2 separate regions of the Mus musculus genome follow, and region 1 is linked to region 2. Evidence: chromatin contacts called from public Hi-C data. All regions are on one chromosome and are shown on one strand. Each heading gives the region's core, a stretch centred on a gene start, on an enhancer-like site or on the middle of the called end of the contact. The rest is flanking DNA. Distances are from core to core; before and after follow the strand shown. Region 1 holds the start of Hs3st2 (heparan sulfate (glucosamine) 3-O-sulfotransferase 2). Region 2 overlaps Polr3e (polymerase (RNA) III (DNA directed) polypeptide E).

Evidence for each region. Hi-C and Micro-C count contacts between places; a contact is called where the count stands out from the background.
Region 1: a Hi-C map of cerebral cortex shows a contact between it and region 2, with 4 times the contacts expected there. The contact joins the promoter of Hs3st2 here to the enhancer-like site in region 2. A contact is called at or near these places in 1 of 39 promoter capture datasets (hippocampal neurons) and 4 of 484 Hi-C or Micro-C datasets (cerebral cortex, cortical neurons and embryonic stem cells).

Annotation. Positions count from the first base shown.
Region 1 is chr7:121,391,032-121,395,059 of GRCm38.p6, reverse strand. Hs3st2 (heparan sulfate (glucosamine) 3-O-sulfotransferase 2) reads right to left here and starts at 2,764. Exons shown (of 2, transcript NM_001081327.1): 1 at 1,846-2,764. The coding sequence starts at 2,330.
Region 2 is chr7:120,938,504-120,942,546 of GRCm38.p6, reverse strand. It overlaps Polr3e (polymerase (RNA) III (DNA directed) polypeptide E), which reads right to left. Exons shown (of 21, transcript NM_025298.4): 15 at 3,492-3,551; 16 at 3,251-3,408; 17 at 2,737-2,798; 18 at 1,722-2,245; 19 at 1-57. Among named protein-coding and RNA genes, the nearest start is that of Polr3e, 23 kb to the right of the region's middle. Within about 2 kb of position 1,961, at least 34 of the 459 cell types and tissues checked have an H3K27ac peak or open chromatin away from gene starts, as enhancers often do. A contact at or near this core is called in cerebral cortex and embryonic stem cells, where this site is marked.

The DNA.
Region 1 (4,028 bases), core at 1,515-4,014, 450 kb before region 2:
CCCTGAATGACACAGGCTCCAGAAAGGAAGCCTGAGGTATGCTGTTTAGTGGAGGAGGGAGAAGGAGCGGGGAGGAAGAGCCTGGGCTCAACATAGAGGTGTTTATGGGAGGGAGCATCACCTAAAAGCTAGATGCTCAGAATTTTGCTATTTTGCACTTAAAAAGCACTTCACCGTGGGAAAAGGTTTCATAACAATCTTCATATTTTCCATCGAGGAAACCCTGGCACGCAATGAGTGTGGCTGAGGGCGACCTCGAGCAGGGCACTGGTGTTCGATGCTTCTGCAGCTCATACCCCAGGGTCTGGTTCAAAGAGTCTTTGCACATAACTAGATGGAACACCTCTGGGTCACAGTTCAGAAAGCATAGTGGGTCATCAGCATTGGCATGAAGCCTCACCTGACTGTGTGCCAGCAGTTCCTTGCTTGGCTCTACTACAAACTGTGTCTGCCTCTTAGGGACAGCATACGTCCCATCCATTGCTCCTAACAGTCATAGCTATACTGGCCAGGGCTAGCTGAGAAAGGTGACAACACATTCCTGTGGATCCCCCTTTCCTTGGAAATCCAGAACTCTCTGTTATGACTCCATCGGGTCATTTTTCCAAAGAAATTATTCTTTATCCAGTATGCTTATGACTCTAATGAGTCAAGGGTCTCCTTTTATATGAAAAATAAAAGAAATAGCCTCAGCAACTCTGGCAGCCACCATGGCATCCCTCCAGAATTGCATTACTGTTCTGAACTGCCTAGAATGTCTTCAGGTAGATTCCATGACAGACAGATTCTGTGACATCTCTTAGGCTCACACTATACTCTAGCCCCAGAGGTGCCCTGACTCAGTCCCTCTGTGCACCTATCCTGCAATTCTGCACAACACAAGGTGTGAAGGCCAATGGATACCAGAGGCACTGAAGAGTGAAGGCTGCACTGGAGAATGAAGCCTCACTGTAGGTCCAGACACCACCCCCTGGAGGAGGGAGGGACTCTAGCTGGCAGAAGTCCAAGGGAAGAGTGGGCATTCTAAGCATGTCTGACTACTCCTAGGATCCTGCCTAGTCTTCACCTGAAGTGCCCACCTATCTTCCAAATCCCTCCTGTTGGCTACTATTTTAAAAGCACCTCTAACGGTCATTTTTACATCTTTCAAACACTTTGAAAAAGACTGGACAGGCAAACAGGGCAGGAAGTATTTTCCAGCCCCTTGTAATTGATAGTGAAAGAAATGCTGGAAGAGTTTGAGGAACTTGCTCAATGTAAGTGTCAGAGACAGGACCAAAAGCGAAGGTTCCTTCCTACACTCCAACCCCACCAGCTCAGGACTAGAACTGCTGGAGGAGTGAGCCTCAGAACATAGCGAATATTTACAGCAGAGACTGGCATTCTCCTCATTGCGAGAACTCAGGACACACTCTCATATTGCCCTAAGAATGGGTACCTACCAGGCAGAAATCACCACACAGGGCCTTTGTGGTGGTTTCCCTTTCTCAACTGCAGGTGCCACACAGGCCAGGGAAGATCAGCTTAGGGGTAGGAGTAGAGCCTTTTGCCTTAGGGAACCAGCTCCAACCGCCCTAAAAACTGGACAAAGAAGGCAGCCCTCCAGCCAGCACCTAGTTTTGACTAGAAATGTCCCCTACCTTCCAGAGACCCCAGGGACAAGAGGAATACTCTTTCCCTTTGCGCTTCAAAGAGCGTCATGAAGAGTCAGTCTCCGGGAAGTTCTGGGTGGACCCTCTACAGTAGTCACCCCACAATCCACTTGCCGGTTTAAGACAGGCAAGGAATTACTCTAAGGATGGAGCGAACCCAAAGCTCAGAGTGGAGCTGTCGTGACCCTCTTACCTGTACCAGTCCAGTCCTCGTCCGTAGTTCCTGTCGAAGAAGTGGGGCTCAGTGCCCAAGGCCCGCACGTCCGGGTGCACGCGGATAAACTCCAGCACCGCCCGAGTTCCCCCTTTCTTGACGCCCACAATGAGGGCTTGGGGCAGCCGTTTGGTGCCTGGCTTCGGGGAGCCAGAGTGATTGGATCCGGAGAGGCGCGGTGCTGGAGCGGCAGCGGCGGGCGCGCTGGGAGCGCTGGGCTCACTGGGCGTCGGCCCCGGGGGATCACACGGGCGGGACTTCGCCAGAAGTTTCTGGCCGCTTGCGCTGGGGCCGCGGAGGCAACGCGGTGCGCCGAGCAGGCGGCTCTGGCCCAGACCGTCGCAGCAGCACAGGAAGCTGTAACACAGGTAAGTGCAGGACAAGGACAGTGTGAAGGCGAAGAGCAGCCTGCGCGCTCTCCGCGGCTGAGGTGGCCCCGCGCGGCCCAGGACCCTATAGGCCATAGCTCCATGGGCCCGCGCCGGGGGTCATGGTTTCCGAGGTGGCACCTGCGGCGGAGCTGCTGCGTGGCTCTGCGATTGCCTAGAGGGCTCGCGTGGCGCTGTCCCCGCTGTGCGCGTTGGGCGTAAGGGATATCATCTCCTCTGGGGGCAGCTGGCCTGGGCAAGCACCGTGCCCGGGGGTCCCGGGTACGGTGGCTCCTCGGGGACCAGGTGGCTGCATTGCCAGCATCTCCCGGTATTAAGCGATGAGGGCTCTGGACAGCCGGGCGGCTCCCGGCGCTCTTCGATTCTCACGCGCGTCGGGTTCGGAGCGCGCCCAGCGCCCGAAGCCCCATTCCGGATGCTCCGAGCGCCTTTCTGGGGACGCTCTGTGGCCGCGCGGCAGTGCCGGCGGGAGGATGAGCGGACCGGACGGTGGCGCTGGCGCCGGCCGCGTTCTGGCTCCTCGGGAAATGCCGAGTGGAGCGCGCTACCGGCTCTATTTAAGGAGTCGCCTGACGTCAGCCGCGCGGGTCCCCCGAGCCCGCGCCGCACCCGGGGACCTGGCCCGCCCCTTGCACCCTGACTCTCTTATTCCTCTCAGGTACAACACCTCCCCAGGTTCTCCCCATGAGGACTGCTCCCTACGGAGCCTTGACCAGCTTGGGGAGGTGAAGGGAGGGTGGGCAGGTATGTCCTGTACTCCTGTGGGAGATTAGACACCCCCATCACTCCGGCCTCTGGACACCTGAGATTACGCCAACACCCACCCTACACATAGACCCGGGTGTTCATGCAAGCACCCAACCCTGATACTCGGTTCCACTACACTTACCCACACATGCACCACACATACACTAGCACAGGAACAAGCTCACTCTAATCCGGACACTCCTCAACACCCCACAGAGGGTGGAGAGAAGAATACACCTAACCCGAAGATAGGAACACAACAAGGACACACCCCATCCCCAGCCATCTCGCCGAACCAATACACACAGCCTGGAATCTGGCATCGTGCAGGGTGCGCACACGCATGGGACCTGGGCGCACAGTGCAAAATGGATGGGTGGAGGAGAGTGAGATTCCGTGACTAGTTACCGAGCCCCCTAGCACCCGCATGCTGACTCACACCCAGGCGACTCACTCTGTCTCGCACCCATGGAGCACAAACCTCTATCCAATTTGCACACCACCTCATCACACACACACCCCGACTCCCGCCCCCCCCCCCCGCCCCCTTACTGGGCCTGGAAATCAAGCTAGCCCCAGAGCCTCAGACTTATTCATCTCTTGGCGGCCGCCCCCTAGCGGTGGCCTGCTCCCCAGGGAGCTGTCCAGGGTACCAGACGCTATATAAGGGTCAGCATATAACTGGTTTCCTCACAGTGACAAAGCAGGAGGAAATAAAGGACAGAGCACTTCTACATCTAATGATTGTCAAGAGGTTGTCTTCAGAACAGCTCCCAGTGACCAACCCTAGCTGGTTAGAACCCTGCATTCCAGGTGGGATTTACATCCCCTAAAAACCTGGACCAGTGTTCCCAAAGAGAAGACCCTCACAAGATGGCTGTATGACCCCACCACCCCCCTCAGCTTCCGTTAGACTGACGATGACTTCAGGACAAGGTCTGTGTATTCTTGCTCAAACTGGGAAATATGCTCTGTTTCTAAACCAAGCCCATCCCTAGAAAACTTAGATCAAGCTCTCTGCTGTAG
Region 2 (4,043 bases), core at 712-3,211:
CTCCCAGAGGGCAAATACCTTCTGCTCATCAGGGGAAGCAGCAGTCTGTGGGGGAAACTGGCCCAAGCATGAGCTGGTCATTTCGCTGCCTTGTCAACCCCATGCTCTGCCCACTTCAATCCACCTAGCCCACTCACTGGCTCTGAGGAATCTGCAATGCCAGTGCACCAACAGGTGCTTGGGATGGCATCAGTGTGCTGCTGCTGCTGCCTGGAGGCATCTACCTGGCAATGTTCTAAAGTCTCCCCTCCCTAGTATTCCTTACGACTTCTGCTCAGCTGTTTCCCACAAGCACAGCATAAGAAGAGTAGCTAAAACAAGATGTTGGCAAACTCCCATGCCTTTTTTGCGGCATGCTTCAGGGGCAACCAGAAGAGGATGACAGTCCTGGTGTCTGAAAAGGAGGTCAGGGGAGATGCCAGCACTGTGGCCTGCAGTCTCGATCCTATAGCTGATCCATGCTCACTAACACATAAAGCCTGACAGAACCTGAGCCTCGCCGAGGGGTTGCCCTGCCCATTCACCAAAAGGATAAGCATGTTCACTGTCTATAGGTCCTTAGTGCAGAGGAGTGAAGCACGAGTTAAACCTGGGTCTTTATGTCTACTTTCCATGACCTTTTTTTCTTGGACATGCTATGAAAATGGCCCTTGGGTCAAACTGCTCCACACAGGGCTGGGGTGTTCTCTAGATGCCAGCACTTCTGAGAGGAAGGAGCATGGCTAAGCAGGAAAGAGTACCACTTTCACAGAAGGTCCCTCATCCTCTGTCCATGTGAATGGCCTAGGCAATCTCTACTACCAGACTAGTATCCTTTTCCTGCCCAGGACATAGAAAAGTTGGCCTGCAGAATACTGGCCCCACTTGCGGTAGCCATGAACCCAATCCCAGCATCTTATAAAAGCAAACCTCAGCAAGAAAATTCCACCAATAGAGGTCACAGCGCCTCTTGTTTTGTTCCTTACATACAGAAGCAAGGGCCTTGGCCTAAGCTTCATCCTTGTGCTTGTGACCTTGCTGCTGCACATGGCATACTCCCTATATAAGCCAGAATAGCCACCTCCCCACAGTCCCTACCTGATTTGCTTCCTGGGCTGGCTAGAGCCTAGGAATGAGCCACACAGCTTCCCTCAGACTGTACCCAAACACTCCTTTCCGCCAACGGCAACAGTCTCCAGCCCACTGCGGAGCCCACTCCACATGACTGAAGTAAAGGAGGTTCACCACCACCCCAAGCCTACTGCAGAGGCTAGAGCTTATATGGTCAAATAGCCTGGAAGCCATGGCTTCCCTACGAGGGGAAGTGCTCATCTCATCTCTGCGAAAGCAGATTAGATAGAGCCTCTAGACTGAGGTTCAAATTCTAGCTGTACCACTCATATCCTAGAGACTAACTAAATACCAACCGGGGAAAGGACTTATGTTTACTGAGGCGTTGATAGTGCCTAGGGCCCTATCAAACTTACTTTCCTGTGGTAGAAAACCAACACACCCACTTCAGATGAGGACAGGGAGCCCTGAGACTCACATAGCCATCTAGTGAACACAACATGTACCCTATCCACACGCAGGCTCACAGCCACTGTCCCTAAGACAGACAGATGGAGCCAAGACACACAGATTTCTCCGCATGCCTGATTCCTAAGAAGGCGAAGACCGCCCAGCTGTCCTCCTGAAGGGCTCTGATTGACCCTGTCCTGACAGACACAGGTTTTACTTACAGGCACCAGTATCTGCTTGCAGCCAGCGGCCAGCACCGTATCCTGTAGCATTCGGTCTGAGACGCCACTGAAGAGTATATGGCCCGGGGGCAGGCCTGCCAGGTGCAGGTTGAAGAGGCGCTTGAGTTCGCTCAGCGTGAGCACAAACTGTCTCTGAAAGGTGGCTTCCACAAAAGCCTTCAGTTCACAGGCAACCGGGTTGCTGGCACAGCCTGGAACTGGGTGTCCATTTAGGCTGTCCCCACCCACTGCCCGCCCAGCAGGCAGCCCATTGGCCAACTTGGTGCTGAGGCAAGTGCTGGGTGCAGTGTCCATGGGCTCCTCTTCCTCAGCCTCCAGCTCAGCCCCATCGGCTTCCTCCTCACTCAGGGGTTCCTCCTTGATCTGCACGCTGGGCAGGACTGTGGCTGCCCGCATCTGCTCCTTCCGTCGCTGCAGTTCACGCTCCAAGAAGGCATGGTTCTGCTGGGCCTTGGTTTTGGCTGTTTGGACCCGCTGTTCCCCAGAGACCAGACCAACAGGCGCTGTGTAGATAGACACTATGGTTCAGAAGGGTACAGGTCCCAGGCAGACAAAGCATGGAGACAGAGAGTAGGGGACACCAGAAGGCAGCTCCTGAAGCAAGGAACCATGTGCTGTCTTCCGCTCTTCCTTGCTCAGGAGGAACTCTGCTATCTAACACTGAGGGGAGAAATCAAGTGGGCACAGAATTACAGAGCCCTGCTGGGATTCCAGCAGCTCCTATAACACCACCTGCTGATCCAACAGGTCTCAGACTCCACTCTGCCCTCAAGGACACAGTGCCCTCCTGGGGTGGGAGTGGGGACCACTGAGGCTGTCCTGTTGGACAAGCAATAGGCTAACTTGGTGGTGGGGTGGAGAGAGAAGGAAGGTCAGCACAGAAAGGATGAACTTTGAAAATAACATGGCCCTCTTCTGGGCCTGATCCCAAAAAGGGCCCCTTCTGGGCCAGGGACCAAGCTGGAAGCCTACCCAGCCTTGAAGCCACACACACCTGATTGTCCATCCGGCTTCTTTGGCATGGTTTCTTTTACGAGATTATAGACTTTTTCTAATCTGAAAAAAAGAACAAACCCTTTAAACTCTAACGTATACGTTGTATCGCCTCATCACAGAACAAGCCCCCAAGCCCAGGGCATTGGGTCACCAAAACACTCTGCACACAGGGTTCAGCCAGGCCTTCTCCCATACAAGCCCTCTGTGCACGCCAGCCCCTAGCCAGAGCCCAGGGCCAGTGTCAAGAGAATGACAATCCTGTTTTTCTCACTAGACTAAGTGCCCTTCTTTCTCCTCTCTAGCCCTCAGAACAAAGCAGACGACAAGCCAAGGGTATGGCTGCATCAGCCTGCGGTAAGAAGATGTGGGGATATTTAGTGATCATCTTTGTGGTACACACAGCCCCACCCCAAGTGTCCCTCACTGCCCAGACGCAGCCCAAGTGTGCTGTTCCTGGGAGGCAGGGCCAGGGCCACCTACTACACCCCTCATGCTGCCCCACAAGCCCTTACTTGGCCTGGATGCCCGACCACAGCATGTGCTGCCGCTGGACCACATCTGGATGCTTCTTGATAAACTCCAGGTCGTAAGGCAGTAAGAACTCCCAGCCTTTGTTGATTCTCACTACAGCCATGTGCTCCAGAAAGTCCTTCACATCCTCAGCGCAGAGCTGCGGGAGGAGGAGTGTGAGGCACCGCCAGCCCCAAGCTCCCTCCTATAGCGAGCCCTGAGGTCATGAAGAACACCACTTACTTTGGTCACTGCTGCCACCTCCTTTCTTACCACCCATCGGCTCTGTGTGAACTTCCACATCTGAGGAAGAAAGGCATCATATTCTAGGAGGCAGCAACAGGCCTGAGAGAGGCCTAGGCAAAGGCACAGGCGAAGCTCAGAGCCTGGGCAGCTTCTGCCCCACTCTTCTTAGTATGTGCCTTGGGTAGCCTCTACACCTGAGACACCTTCAGCCTTTACAGATGTTACAGATGTGTTCTCTCCTCCAAGAAGGCTGGGCTGCCTCATTCAATCCAAAACAAAGTATTCAGTGGACGAGGCCTTGGCCATCTGGTTCATTCTTGCATCCCCAGGGCCTCCTGAGAGCATCGTGAGAATTCAGCACCAAGATGCTGCCCTATGCATGGAGACATTCCACTGTGGCAGCAACTGGTAGTTGGCATGGCTTCCCAGAGGCTCCAGCTCCCACAGCTCTCGCTGCCTCATCAGCTGTCATGTCCCTGACCTACCTCACAGGAATACTCTCGAGAGGGGAAGTATTCTCAGTATTCACTGAGAGCCAAGAGGAAAGGA